2 separate regions of the Mus musculus genome follow, and region 1 is linked to region 2. Evidence: chromatin contacts called from public HiChIP or PLAC-seq data. All regions are on one chromosome and are shown on one strand. Each heading gives the region's core, a stretch centred on a gene start, on an enhancer-like site or on the middle of the called end of the contact. The rest is flanking DNA. Distances are from core to core; before and after follow the strand shown.

The links. HiChIP or PLAC-seq counts read pairs in DNA pulled down with a chosen protein or histone mark.
Region 1: a contact with region 2 is called in an H3K27ac HiChIP or PLAC-seq map of embryonic stem cells, with 9 read pairs. The contact joins the enhancer-like site here to the promoter of Npepl1 in region 2. A contact is called at or near these places in 2 of 39 promoter capture datasets (the 3T3-L1 cell line and embryonic stem cells), 15 of 484 Hi-C or Micro-C datasets (the G1E-ER4 cell line, the N1E-115 cell line, embryonic stem cells and 3 more), 10 of 115 datasets of contacts at active chromatin or transcription factors (embryonic stem cells and stem cell-derived neural progenitor cells) and 1 of 9 other capture datasets (embryonic stem cells).

What each region holds. Positions count from the first base shown.
Region 1 is chr2:174,255,683-174,262,727 of GRCm38.p6, reverse strand. No RefSeq gene overlaps it. Among named protein-coding and RNA genes, the nearest start is that of Mir296, 7.9 kb to the left of the region's middle. Within about 2 kb of position 5,242, at least 10 of the 459 cell types and tissues checked have an H3K27ac peak or open chromatin away from gene starts, as enhancers often do. A contact at or near this core is called in embryonic stem cells, where this site is marked.
Region 2 is chr2:174,107,717-174,114,780 of GRCm38.p6, reverse strand. Npepl1 (aminopeptidase-like 1) reads right to left here and starts at 4,430. Exons shown (of 12, transcript NM_213733.2): 1 at 4,209-4,430; 2 at 3,519-3,704; 3 at 2,997-3,167; 4 at 795-884; 5 at 303-384. The coding sequence starts at 4,358.

The DNA of each region.
Region 1 (7,045 bases), core at 3,993-6,492, 150 kb before region 2:
GTTCACCTCAGTCCCTAAAGAACGTCAGTGCTCCAGAAGCGCGGAGCAGGGGGAGCTCCAGGCGGGCATGATGGGCTGATGCTGGAAGTTCAAAAAACAAATCACCCCCACCCCAATATCTGGTTCTGGGCAGTCGTGTGAGATGGTCTCAATACAACTGTGGACAAAGCTAGGGGTACGCAGTCCTTGGGGTGTTGCCAGGCTGATGGCGAGATCACTGTTGGCCAGAGAACCTCAGATGTGTAGGTGGCATCAGCAAAGGGAGCAGAGACCTCAGGGAGCCCTAGGCCCTCCGGGGCAGAGGGAAAGTGAGGGGCAGGGGAAGAGACAGACTTTCAGGGCTTGTAGGTCCCTGGGGAACATGGGTCAAGGGGGACTCTGACATCTTAGGAGGATTAGGGCATCATTATGCCATGGACAAGGAAATGGGGCTATGGCCTGCTGAGGGGTCACTCTCTAGGTTTGTCCTTTGGGACCAGGGAAGGGATTGTTTCTTCTCATGGAAAACACACACACACACACACACACACACACACGCACGCCGCCACCACCACCACTACCCAACACAACTGTTAGGTCAGAAAGCTTCCCAGAGCCACCCAAGGGTGCAATGGGGTATGTGTGGAGATGGGGGCAGGCTGCGAAAGGGGCCAGAAAGAGAGGCTTCCAGGGCCCCTCTTTTTCCAGCAGCAGTTGAAAAACTTGGCTTCCTTCGTGAAAATCCAATAAAATCAGCCTGTGACTCACCTCTCCCATCCCCTGTTGTTTTTCAGCTCTCCAACAGGTCTCACGAATTTGTCTCTCTTTTTTTTTTCACCCCTGTTCTAAAATATCTGAAGCTCAAAAGATGGCAAGGTTTATATGGAATAAAAACAAAACAAAAAACAAACAAACAAACAATCTCCCCCTCTACCTCCATCCCAATCTTAGCCTACAGGATTAAAGCAGACTTTCTTTACTTCTGTTTCCCAAAGAATTCAATTAAAACCAAACCTCAAACAGCCCAGCACTCCTCACTGACCTGGGCTGAAAGGTTGAAACACCCTAAGGCTTTCTCCTCCCTTCCCTTCCCCACCCCTGCCCCCACCCCCACAAAGCATCCTGGGATGCTATCAGCAGTCTATTGTACAGGCAGGCATTCTTTGATCAGTCTCCTTCCCCCTTTGTAGGGCTGGAAACTGAGGCTGAGGAAAGACAATGTACTTAAAGCTCTTGGCTAATCTTCCATATTGAAATGCAAAGGGTAGTGGGGGCATGGTGGGGCACGCACTTGCAGGCATACACACACCCTTAATTCCAGCACTTAGGAAGCAGATGCAGGCAAAATTCAGAGTTTGAGGCTAGCCTCTTCCATCTGTCTGAAAGAATTGAAAAGAAGAAAGGAAAAAAACAAAACAAAACAACAACGAAATAACCCCAACAACAACAACTTGGAACTTAGACCTTTTTCTGGTTCTGGGGTAATTTTGCTCTTCCCAAAGAACGTGTGGCAATATCTAGAGACAGCTTTTAGTTGTCACAGTTGAGCCTGGTTCCCTGGAGGAGTTAAGGAGACTGTTCAATATCTTGCAAAGGACTGGACAAACACCCTAAAGGACTACTCAGCCATGGCACATCAACTGTTGAGAACAGAGTCACCACCCCACCCCCTCCCGACCCCTCTGGCCCCACAGGCAACCCAGGATTTCAGGAGAATAAATACAAGCCCACACCACACAGAGAGAGAGAGCTAGCAAGATAAGTACCAAGATGTCTCCACTTGTTTATCTCCTGCTGTAAGGAAGATTTCTTTTCATGTCTCTTTCTCATGGTTTCCTGTACGGTTGGAATTTTTAAAGAAAGAATGTGCATGTATCATTTTTATAATCAGAAAAAGAAGAGCTGTTTTCATTTTGCAAAAATGAAAAAGGGCTTTAGGACTTATCGATTCTGACCCAGGCCCCTCACTAACTAGCTGTCAGGAACAGCTATCTGGAAAATGTGTGCACCGAAAAGGTGAGGGTGAGTGCCTATAGGAATACGGAGTAACATTATCCTGGGAAGCTCTCTGAGCTCTTTCTCTCTCTCTCTCTCTCTCTCTCTCTCTCTCTCTCTCTCTCTCTCTCTCTCTCTCTCTCTCTCGTGCATTTCCCCTCTGAAATTGTGTGTGTGCTTTGTAGCATAGAAATCAGGGAGACTCAGGGAGGGTCCATCTGTGCCAGCTACCTGACTAGTGACGGACACAGGATACACCCAGCATCCTCCCAGCCCTTAGGAAATGTGGAGAAGATATTTCCAATGCTCCAAGGTAGCTATCAGTTCCTGCATAATTTTGATTTTTATCTCAGAATTGGGCTAGGGCTGGATTTCTATACAGAGAGCCACTGACCATTTAGGTGAGATCATTCTTAATTGTAGAGACCGTTGCTGGGCTAGTGAGATGCTTAGCAGTGTCCTTGGCCTGGCTTCCCATTAGATGCTAATAGCACTCCCAACCCCCATCCACCCCAGCAAGAGTGAGAAACCTAAAATGTCTCCAGATTTAAGGGCAAATGTCCTGTGGGGGCGCCCAAGGTCACAGCTGGTACAGACCCCTCGGCTCCAGCCTGCCTGATGTTTCAGAAAAAAGACTTCATAAAGATGACAGTCCCCCATGTCAGGATCCTGCTTGCTGCATTTCTGAGTCACTGCCTGTGTTTCTCTGTCTTTAAAAATCTTCCATTTGTGTCTGCCCCCTTGGAAACAGCCCTGCACCCAAATGTGAGCCTCTTGGTGGTCTGAAAAGCCCTGTTAAGCCCCATCAAAGCCTAAGTCTAGAACTCTGGTTATTCCTGCAAACACTGACAGGGCCGATGGGAGCCATAGACAGGAGCCACTGAACACAGAAAAACAAACCCCTTGTTTCCTAGGATTGCGCACATCCACCAACTAATTGCGAGAAGACCAGGAGAGATGCTGCGGGGCCACTTTTCACGCCACAGCCTAAATCGGAACAAGAAGATGAACTTTAAATTGAGTAAGATAAAACCAGTTTGGGAAATTCAATATCTCACCTCCCTTCCTGTCTTTTTAAAAATCCATAATTCATACAGAACCCAGTCAGGGGGTACGCAGCTCAAATTGAATTATCTTTTTTTCTCCCCCTTCTACAGCTGAAGCTAGAAGAAGCACTTTCTTGACATGGAGAAAATAAAAAGGGAAATTTTCTGAGCCTCAACTTCCTTGCCACAGCCCCCCAGCCCATAGGGATGGGGACATCAGACACCAACCAGCACTAAATGACCTTTTAAAGCTTATGCTGATTGCATGGCTTGGGACTCACTCAGCCACTGTCCATAGACACTCAGACGATGGGTACCCAAGTTTGTTTATCACAATGCTGCTAAGGAGACCATCAGCAAGGGCTGGTTCAATAACCCCATTTGCCCCTCCTCCACACAATGGAGTCACGACACAGGCCAGGAGGGGGGAAAAAAGCCCTCAAAACTCATCGGGTAGTGATGGCAGCCCTCCCTTTTATTGCATTGTTGAAACAAAGGACAGAATAGTCTTTGTACTGCCTGCCGTGTGATAAGAAAGGAGGGAAGCACACGTATGCACACATATGCAGTGGCTGTGTGTACCCGCTGTGTGTCCCTTGTGTGTGTCTAAGCAGAAGGGCCGTAAAAGAGGCTACAGGAACGCCTCCAAGTCTGCCCTTTGCATATGTTGGTTTGTGTGTGTGTGTGTGTGTGTGTGAGGGGATTGTGCACATGTGCATATAGGCTCATGTGCACATGTATGTGCATTTGTGTGGAGGCTAGGGATCAATGTGTGTGTCTTCCTCATTGACCTCTGCCTTAATTTTTCAAAAAGAGTCTCTCATTCAACCTGAAGCTCACAGATTTGGATAGACTGGCTGACCAGCAAGCTTCAGGGACCCTCTTGTCCCTTCCTCCCCCAGCAGTGCTTACAGAGCCCATCCCTGTACCCGAATCTCATCCTTCCCTATATAGGTGCTGTGTGGGGGCTGAAGTCAGGTCCTCCTGCTTCATGACAACCACTTAACTGACCAAACCTTCTCCCTTGTTCCCTTGTGTGTTGATTTTTTTTTTAAACCAGAAGTAAAATCCTCAAAACAAAGTCAAAGTATAAATTTTAATTTCTTTAAAAAACAAAACAAGCTAGCTGAAAACACCCGGCACTAATTTATTATGAAAACAACTAAGGTGTGAATGATGAGCCACAAACTCAAGCATCCTTGTCTCCTGGGAAACCTGGGCCTGGCTTCAGCTCCCAGAATGGTTGGTTCATTTTTTGCTATTGTTTTGAAAGGATTCTTTGTTTTGCTAATGTTCTGTGATGGTGGGGGGCGGGGGGGGGGACCGGTCTTCCAAAGAATATGGTGTCATCTAGTTACAGACCAAAACATATTCCAAAGCCCCCGTTCCTTCAAACCCTTGCTTCCTAATGAGAAATGGAGTAGGTTTAGGGAACTAGAGTGTTATTATGCTAATAAACACATTATAGACTATTACTATGGAGAACTCCCTATTTGTGGCAAATGACTCAGATTTTTCCATTCAAAATGGTAGTGTCAAATTTCCTTTTCAAATCACGTGTTTAAATAAAGAGAGAACAAAACAAGATGAAGGAAATATTAACTAGGTCTGCAATGGCTGAAATTCAGGGTTCTACACGCCTCACCCTCCCGCCCCCATTTTTCCCAGTAAATGTACATTGCTTTCAATGTCCTGTCCTTTCGGACTCTCTGAATCAATATGATCAAGGGAAGAGAGGAAAATAATGCGCATTTTCAGTAAGCTCTCAGCGACTCGCCAAGCAGCAAATCAGATGTGGGGAAACAGCCTCCCCAAGGTACAAGACGCTCTGTGCTTCCTGTCCACCTCTGAACAGCAGGGATGGCCTTCAGTTGCTATTCCATTTTAAAGTGTATTTTGTGTTCCGTTCTAGAATGTACTGTCCGTTCTGTCATGCCAATTACGCCTTAAGTGCTGTGCATCCAAAACTGAGAAAGGAGGCCTTGATGAGCTCTGGGGGCTTGGTTAGAGCCACACTTGCCTGAGATCCTTTCTTGGGGATATCAGAGAGACCATCAGAGACAGGTTAGGGAACAAAGTCCTCTACCTAAAGATCTGTGGTCTAAGAACCAGTTAACACTTGAGAAGGCGATGCTGATTCTGGCTTTGTGGGTTCCTCAATGCTAGTGGCCTTTGAAACACCCAGCAGGGCACAGGAGGCTTCCCACAGAGCAGGCACAATGGCTTCTCCTAACTGGGGCAAAGAGAGCTCCAGCTGAGTATTTGCAGAGTCTGCTGTCACCCAGGAGATGTCTTCCAGCCACTCCTTTTACCTAACACATGCACTTAAGTAACTACCCATCGTGAGACATTTGTCTGCTTGCACTTTTTCCTCTACTGGAAAGCTGGCCCTATCCTTCTTCCCAACAAACATATTAGCTATGGACTACGCGATCTGGGAAAGCCAGCTCTGGCTGGTCCATGATCCTCCTAGGACACAAATGGGACAGGCTTTCTGAGATTTAAAGATAATCTTGACTATTGTGCTGATAGATGCAAGTAGGCTTGGGTCCTACATCTGCCTGTTGGCTAATGCAGGGACCCCAAGCCATTTGATGTGGTCTGAATGAAGGATGCTGTCACCTAACTGGGATGGTAGGCGACTGTTGTCCCCACCATTCTTAAAGGTCTCTGCTTAGAGCCACAGTCACAAAGATAGGGGCCACTGGGGACAGGTCTCCAATCCAGATTTGATTCCAGAGGCAGGATCACCTTCAAGGCATGATGGGAAGATGATGCAACCACCGTTGCTCAGGGGTGCAGATGCAGCAAGCCAGGAGTCTAAGGGAGTGCAGAGCACACAGCCATAGATGCTAGCTCTGAGTCCAGGCTCCTTAGAGAGAGGCTGGGGCATATCCAAACTGTAGGGCATTTTAACACCTCAGCTCTCAGAGGAGAGGGCAGATCTACCAAAGAAATCTGGGAAGAGGTCCATGGTAGTGAGTCTCTGCCTTCATGGTCCAGGCATTTAGCTTTAGCCCAAGTTTGCTTGTAGGGAGTGACTTTGTCTCCAGGAACATCAAGACCTTTGCCTCCTGGGTGTAGATGGGTACTCCCCAGGAAGATGTTGGTGAATTCCACCTTCTCCATTCCAGCTCCTACCCCTCAGTCAGCCTGATACTTGCCTCCACCCTGCCTGTCCTTGTTGGTCTGGCTGGGATGCATCACATCCTGTATTGAGCATGCCTTGGGATCTGTAGCAGGCACTCCTGTCCTCTCTGCCTCTCTCTGTCTCTTTTTTAATTTTTTTATTATAACACCAAGGCTCCATAGTATGTTCACAAGCAGCTGAGCAGCTATGATTTGTTGTCTGCCCATACCAAAGTGCATCCAGTCTAACCAAGAGAAATTTCGGTTCCTGCTGATTAAAGACAGTTACATATTGCTCATGTCCTGTTTTTTTTTACCTGGTAGGATTGACTGAGATGAGACACTGCTGAACTACTCCTCCTTACCAGTGACTGCCACCACGTAGGCATTTGATGCATGGTACTGGGTGAATGGACCAAGGCAGCATTGGGAGCCAGCTGGTATACTGACTCCCTGGGCCGTCTGTCCCAGAGACAGGACCTGCACTGGGAAGACACGGGGACTGAAGATGCTGCAGTTACCCAACAGCTCCCTGCCCCCTCCACGCCAAGAAAAGAACAATAGTCGACTCTAATCACTGACCCCCGCTGGTGAGCACTGGTGGGAGGGGTCTGCAGAGGGCGTTGGTGAACACTGAGAGACAGGGGTCTGCGGGGGGCTCAAAGCCCCTGCCCCACTCTAAGTCACTTCCAGCACTCAGGGAGAACAAGGAACTGTTGCCAGCCACCCCTACGGAGGAAGCAGGCGTGGGTGGAGGTCTGGGAGGCCAGTTCTGCCCAGTTGGCTCTGTGTACAGAGATGGCCATTTTATACACCAGTGTCTAATGAAGGTTGCAGGTGAAAGGAACTGATGAGAGCGTAATTACCCAAGCCCAGGCCTTGGAAGATGCACGGCT
Region 2 (7,064 bases), core at 3,181-5,680:
ACTGAGCTGGCTCTGAGCAAGCGCATGGGAGGCCAGAGACAGAAGATGGGAAGGAGGTGGGTCCAGTGACTCCCAGGATCAGCAGCAGAACCTGGAAGGCTGCCCCTGCCTCCCCTAGGGATGCTCTGTCTCCTAAGCTCTGGTCTTGGCCTGGGACCCAGGCTGATTCCATTCCCTTCACATCCCCAGCAGGAGGAGACTGAGGACCCTGTGCCAAATGCTCCCAATGCTACCCCTGCCACTCAGGTTCCCCCAGCCTCTCCTGACAGTGAGAACTGTGGTGGGGAGGAAGCTCTACACACCTCCAAATCCTTTGGTCTTTAGCTGCTCATCGCGGATGATGGTGGGGGTGATACCCAGCTCCTTTCCAACTTGGATAATCTCCTGGACAGATTCATGGAAAAATCAACAGCACGAGACACGTGAAAAAGGCTTGACTCAAGGCGAGGCTGGGCTTCACGCCAAAGATGAGTCTATCCATGGCTTCATGGTGGGAAAGGAACTACCTTGGGGCCAGTGGCTGTGCCTCCCATGATTAAGCCCGGGCGGGGGTGGGGGGGGTCTGGCCCTGCAAACTCAGCTTCCTGCAGCTGGTCTCAGTGAGGACCCATCCCACCCATGCATGTCCTCAGCTAAGGATGCTGACCTTCTGGAGCAAAACGGACACCAGGATTTGATGAACACAGCCTTGGGACTTCCAGGCCAGAAAAGGTACCGAAAAACTTAAGGCTTTCTTGCCGTCACTGTGATCTGAAAACTATCCCACCTCAGCTTATCAGGATAAGACCACGAACCTCAAGGAAGATGTCTGTGTTCATCTCATTGCACGGCGTGTCCACAATGCGAGCTGCTAGTCGGACACCTTCTGTAGCATTGGTTAAACACTAGGGAAGAAGAGTCAAGTTCATCGCTGGGGCCCACGGGCAGGGTGGGAAGGGATGTTCTCGCCCCATCCCATCCAGTTCCCTGTGGACCACAGACATCAAAGATCTAACACTCTAGAAGAATGCTTCAGGCGGTTCACAGGTATGGGTATGGAAGGAGCAGGTGCTTTGAGAATCCCTCAAAACATCACCCTACAATGTTGAGAAGGTTGCTTTCCATGAGCCCTCTGGAGGAACAGAGGCCTGTCACCCTGTCCTCCTGGTCACTGAATGGTCTACTAGGGCATTGCTGTAGAAGGAATGGGACCATGTTCTGTCTTAGAGAGCTCATTAGCCTCAGGGGACCCAGGAGAGGAAAGGAGCTTGAGACAACAGACCCCACCAGACTCCTAGCTCTGTAGTAAGGACAACTTGGGGACAGCCCAATTGGGTCTGTAGATGCTAGATGTACCCAGAGACAGGTGGCTCCAGGTCTCTGCAGAGCCACCCCAGACCTAGACTCCTGCCTGTCCATCTTTCTCTGCCACAGGGCCTTCCTCATAGCTGACTTGAGCAGACCTCCACCTCCATTTAATCCCATCATGTGCCCAAAGTCTCAGAAGCCAGGGATAACTGACTACGTCAGTGCCTCTGTACTGGCCGGAAGAAACAGATATTAAGGGGCTTGCGGGGGCGCGGGGCTTTAGCTTGCAGTTCATCATCACCTCCCCCGGACTTGTATGTCAGGAGGGCAGGCGCAAGTCGATTCTGCCAGCCGGCCACCGCCCCCGCTGTCTGACCATCACAAGAGCCGCTGCCTGTCCCAGGTAATTAAACCTCGAAGGCTCTGCGTAGAGACCAGGGAGCTGACAGCTCAGATATGAGCTGTGCTTGTGAGCCCCTGCCACCTGTCAGCAGCCGGTGGCCTGCGTGGGATGTGTGTTGGGCCGAGGACTGGCCTCAAGGGAGGCAGTCTAACCCCGCAGACCCTCCACCGAGTTCTCACTAAGCAAAGGATGAGAGTGAAGAGCATTTCAACCTCGGTCTCACTGACAAGAGAAGAAATATCCACTCACTTCTTTCTCGTGGGTTTATGTGAGGCTTGCTACACAGCAGGCAATGTGATGGACTCTCCGATAACTGGGAGAGATGTCAGTAGAGACAAGGACAAAGCAACTGATTAAAAGTCTACAGGACCCAGACAGAGCTCTAGGGGTGGGCATCGTGGGGGATACCCTGGTGAGGAAAAAGAGGAGGCACTTATCACCACAGAGTGCCCAGACGTGAGCGGCTGGCAGGAGGTGAGGCGGAAGCCCAGAAGGGACCCCCGAGAATTAGCAGGCAGACATGGTCTTCAGTGCCCACTGCCAGATGAAGGCCACAAGTAGTGGAAACTTTGCAGAGTTGAGACACCAAGGCCAGAGAGTTTGGAAAGAGAAAGTAAGAGGGTGGAGGGCAGTTGGGACAAGAGGCTTGAGAATTGGGGGGTATGCTTCAAGGAGAGACGGACACATCGTGGCCCTCAGAAAAAGAGAAGGGGCCCAAACTAGACCTGGGTGGGTTGGAAGAGAAAGGGGGTTAAAACCAGCAAAGCAACTAGACTGTTTTCAAAAACAGAGAGCTGACACGAGATGGCAGACATGGAGGACCGCCCCCTTTTAACTGTATCAGGGAGACAGAGGGCAAAGCCCTCAAGTAGGGTGCTTGCTTGAGGCTCAAGCAACAGCCTTCCTGAAGCCAAAGTGGAGGGACAAGTTGGCCTCTGGCTGCTGGGTGGAAGCCGGGTCAAGGCAACGGAAGGCAACCTAGGTCAGGCACCTCCCTTGCCTGACAGGCTGGCAGTGGTTTTCAGCCTGCCTGAGTTTCCTCTGAGGCTCCAGTGAGACGAAACACATAAAGGTGCTCCCCACCTAACACGTAAAGGTGCTCCCACTGTCACACACAAAAGTGCTCCCCACTTAAGGGGACAACTATGCATAATCAAATCACAGCTGCACCAAACGGAGACCTGAAAATACAACCCAAGACCCTTTTTTGGGATTCCCGAAAAGCACTGTAGCTCTTCCCAGGGGGAGAGAAGAGAAGAGCTCTCCACCTGTGCTCCCAGAAGGCATGTTGCCTCTAGATACCCACTTGCAAGGTGGACACTTCCACTGGGCCATTGTCTTGTCCCACCAGGAAGAACTCCACCATGACTGTCCTCTTCTCTGCGCGCCGGGATGCCCCTGAGCGGTGTGTGAAGAGTGGGAAGGCCCGTGCCAAGGCACAGGCAGAGGCAAAAACCTCAGTCTGTTCGCAGACCATCTGTAGTGAGAGAGAAGCAAGGTGGGGCTGAAGCCACAAAGGGACACCACCAGGACTCTCCCAATAGCAGCTCTACAAACCCAGACGGCTGTGCCCCCCCAGTAACCTGAGGCTGCGTGAGAAAAATGTCTGCCACCAGATGTTGTCCACTCTTTCCCAGACAGATGAGCAGGGCACAGACATAAGCCCAGGCCTCAATAAATCTAGGCTGGCATCTCTGATTTGTCACGCAAACCGATCCGGTGTAAATCACTCGGTGGTTGAAGGGTTAGAATGGGAGATCACACGGGCCAGCCTGCTGTGCTTGAGGTGGGCCACGGGCTGGGGTACACTCACCGGCCCAGCACTCACCAGGATACACCGGTGGGTTCCAGGAGGCAGGCAGGTTCTCACGAGCCTGGTGATGAAGTGGGCTGCGGACGGGCTGTTATGCCGGCTCACCCTAGAAGGCAGAGCTGCCACTGTGGCGCAGTTCAGGTAGAGAGGACAGCTGTCTGTGGGGTTGGGGTTGAGCGTGGCCAGAGCTGCCTGCCAGAGCTGGATTAGAAAGGAGATATGAGACGGACCGGGCTTCAACACGTGTGCTGTGTGGCTAGATGCGCCCTGCGGGCCACGCCTGCTTGTCTAAGGCACCCTAGCCGCTGCCACCAGGCATGTGTGGCTCTCTGGTACCCTACCACCCTCGTGGGACTGCGCCTCGCGCTGGCAAGGCCTGTCTGGGGACCCTCTGCTTCAAACACTTGGAGGCCCGGCTCCTGGGCCCTGGCTAGTGGCCATGGAAGCGGGTCTCGAGGCCAGAGGCCACGCGGAAAGCCGCCACTGGGCCTTCTGCAGGGCCCGGCCCAGAGGCGCGGAAGCAGGTGGCTCGGCCCGGGCAGGCCGGCGACACAGGCCGGGCCTCGCTGCAGCCAGGGCCTTGGGGACAGACGGCTAGGCCTGTCGCGGGCCTGCGCCCTGGGCCCGGCGGGGCGCGCGGGCGAGGCGGGGCCCGTGGCCCAGGGCCTGGGCTTGGCAGGCGCATGGCGGCCGCGGCCCGCTCACCTCCTCGGTGACCCGGGGCTGCAGCTTCCCGCGGACGTGGCTCCAGGGCACGCGGTGCAGGTGTTGCAGCTGGCCCAACAGCAGCAGGGGCCGGCTCTGGGGGTCCGCGTCCCCGGCGCTGGCCTGGAACTGCAGCCCCACGCTCGCCATCTTCCCCCCCACGACCCCGGCCGGGCCGCCCAGCACCCTGCGCCCTGCTCCGGCCCGGCTCGGCGCCGCCCCGGCCCGCCCGGCCTCGGCGCCCCGCCTTCCCCGCCGCCTCCGGGCCGCGCCGCCCTGCAGGGCCCACCCGGGGCGCGAGGGGGCGCCGGCGGAGGCGGGGCGCGGGCCGTACTGCGCCTTCCGGGCCTCCGTTGGGGGGCAAGTGGCGCGCGAGCCCCTGGAAGCGCTCCAGCTCTGGCTACTGCCCTGGCCCGGCTGGCAGTAGGTTCCTGGACTCGAGGAAGCCTCACTTGCCAGGGACAGCCGTGGCTACTGCAGTGGCCTGACAATTAGGCACTCGGATCCCCCCTTTATTCCGCGTAGGCCGCCTCCTCGGCCTAACGCTCGCCAGAAAGGTCACCATTCAGCAGTGGGCGCAAGCTGCCTCTGCACTTTGTCACCTGTGTTGGAGAGGAAAAGACAGCAGTGTTGGGAGCTTATAGGAAGTCATTTGAAAGGAGTCAGCTGCTACCCTACACTGCCCAGGTTTTGACAACTCCAGGCCTGGGGCTAGAGCTCAGTGACCTCCAGTCTTCTTCCTTTTTTTTTTTTCAAGACAGGGTTTCTCTGTGTAGCCCTGGCTGTCCTGGAACTCACTCTGTAGACCAGGCTGGCCTCAAACTTAGAAATTCTCCTGCCTCTGCCTCCCAAGTGGGATTAAAGGGGTGCGCCACCACGCCCGGCTGTGACCTCCAGTCTTATATGTCACTTTTAATCTACATTTCTTCTCTGTTATCAGCCTTTAAAACTAGCAAAACAAGATGGCTGAGCGAGAAAAGACACTTATTGCAGCGCCTGAGGACCAGAGTTCTAGTCCCGTATCTGGAAGGTGCAAACCAGTATCCAAAATGTGTCCATTGACTAAGAGGTTGACTAAGAGGTACCCACTCACACCGACTTAAACACACACACACACACACACACACAGAGAGAGAGAGAGAGAGAGAGAGAGAGAGAGAGAGAGAGAGAGAGAGAGAGAATGAATTAAATAAAACATTAAAAAAAAAAAAAAAACCCTACCAAAGCCAGTTTCATCACATAGCTCTCCATTCCACTGACCCTGCAGGCACCACCCACCTTATGTCCCCACCTACAAGCCATCTATGGTATGGATTTCTTCAGCTTTGGAGGTTCCATCAAACAGCCCAGAGCAGGCCAGCCCTGAAGACGGCAGTAGCTGAATGAGCAGAGGGGATTCCTTTGAAACTCTGGCTTTCCTGACGCAGAAGTCAACACTAATTGGATCTTATTTTCTCGAAAAAGAGTTTTTACAGCAACTGCATGTTTTCACACATTTTGTAAAGGGTACTAAGTGTTCTATCCCGATTCTCTGGTGTTTGCAAATACAGTGTGAGGCACAAGGCACTCAGGAGGGGCCGAGACAACTTGCAATTTTCCTAGAGGGTGGCAGGCTTAAGCTGATCCCTGTGGGAGAAGTACTATGTCCCCAGTCCCCAGGCCAGTCCACAGCAAGATGTCATCTGAAGGAATGACGCTGGGAGGTGGGGCAGGAGTGAGCATGACATAGCCTGCAGCCTATGAGAGCAGGAGCTGGAGCTGCAGGTGCGCAGGTCTCTGCGTATGCTACAGACCACAGAGTATGTTGGGGGGCTTGGGGAGATGACTTGGGAGGTAAAATATTTGCTGTACAGGCCTGAAGATCCCAGCACCTATAAAAAGATGGGCTGTATCCTAGCACTGGGGGGTGGGGACAATCGTCCCTGGAGCTCCATGATCAGCCATTCTTACCCAGTTGGTTAGCTTCAGGTTCGGCGAGAGAGGCTGTCTCAAAAAACGAGGCGGGGCCTTTCAGATGTCTCTATGGATAAAGGCATTTGTCATCTGAGTTCAACTCCCACTTCCCGCATGGGAAGAAGCAGCCCAACTCTGGTAGGTTGTCATCAACCTACAGGTGAGTACTGCGTCCTGCTCAAGCAAACACGCGAACACAAAATGAATATAGAAGTAACTGTAACCGTCTAGCAAAGAAACAAGGTGGAGATTCACTAAAGGAAGACCCCTAGGGCCAACCTTCAGCCTTTATATATGTAAACTCACATGTGCGTGTGCCCACACACATATGAACACACACACACACACACATTCATAGACAATAGGGCCTGCCTATTCAACAAAATCCTCCCCTCTAATGAAGGAAGTAACTTTTTTTTATTACGTATTTTCTTCAATTACATTTCCAATGCTATCCCAAAAGTCCCCCCCCCCCACTCCCCTACCCACCCATTCCCATTTTTTGGCCCTGGCATTCCCCTAGGAAGTAACTTTTGTGAATCATAAACAAAGATGGCTGAGTTGAGCCAACTCAGCAACCATTTATTAAATACTTACTACATACAGAGCAAGAGGGACTGTTGGGTGCTTTGTAATGAGCAGATATTCCTGATCCCTGGTTTCATGCCACCCCCAGACAGAAGAAATTGAAACCACTCAGGACATTCCACTTTGGATGCTTATCAATTTCCTCAAGACAGAACATGTGATGGATCTGAGAAAGTCTGAAGAAACTACTTTCCCTCTCACGACAAGCTTCACGGACACCAACATAAATGAGACAGCAGGGCGTCTTTGTTTAGTTAGATAGATTTTTATGAAGGTATTAACCCACAGCTCAGGATACACCTCCCTGTCAAGGAA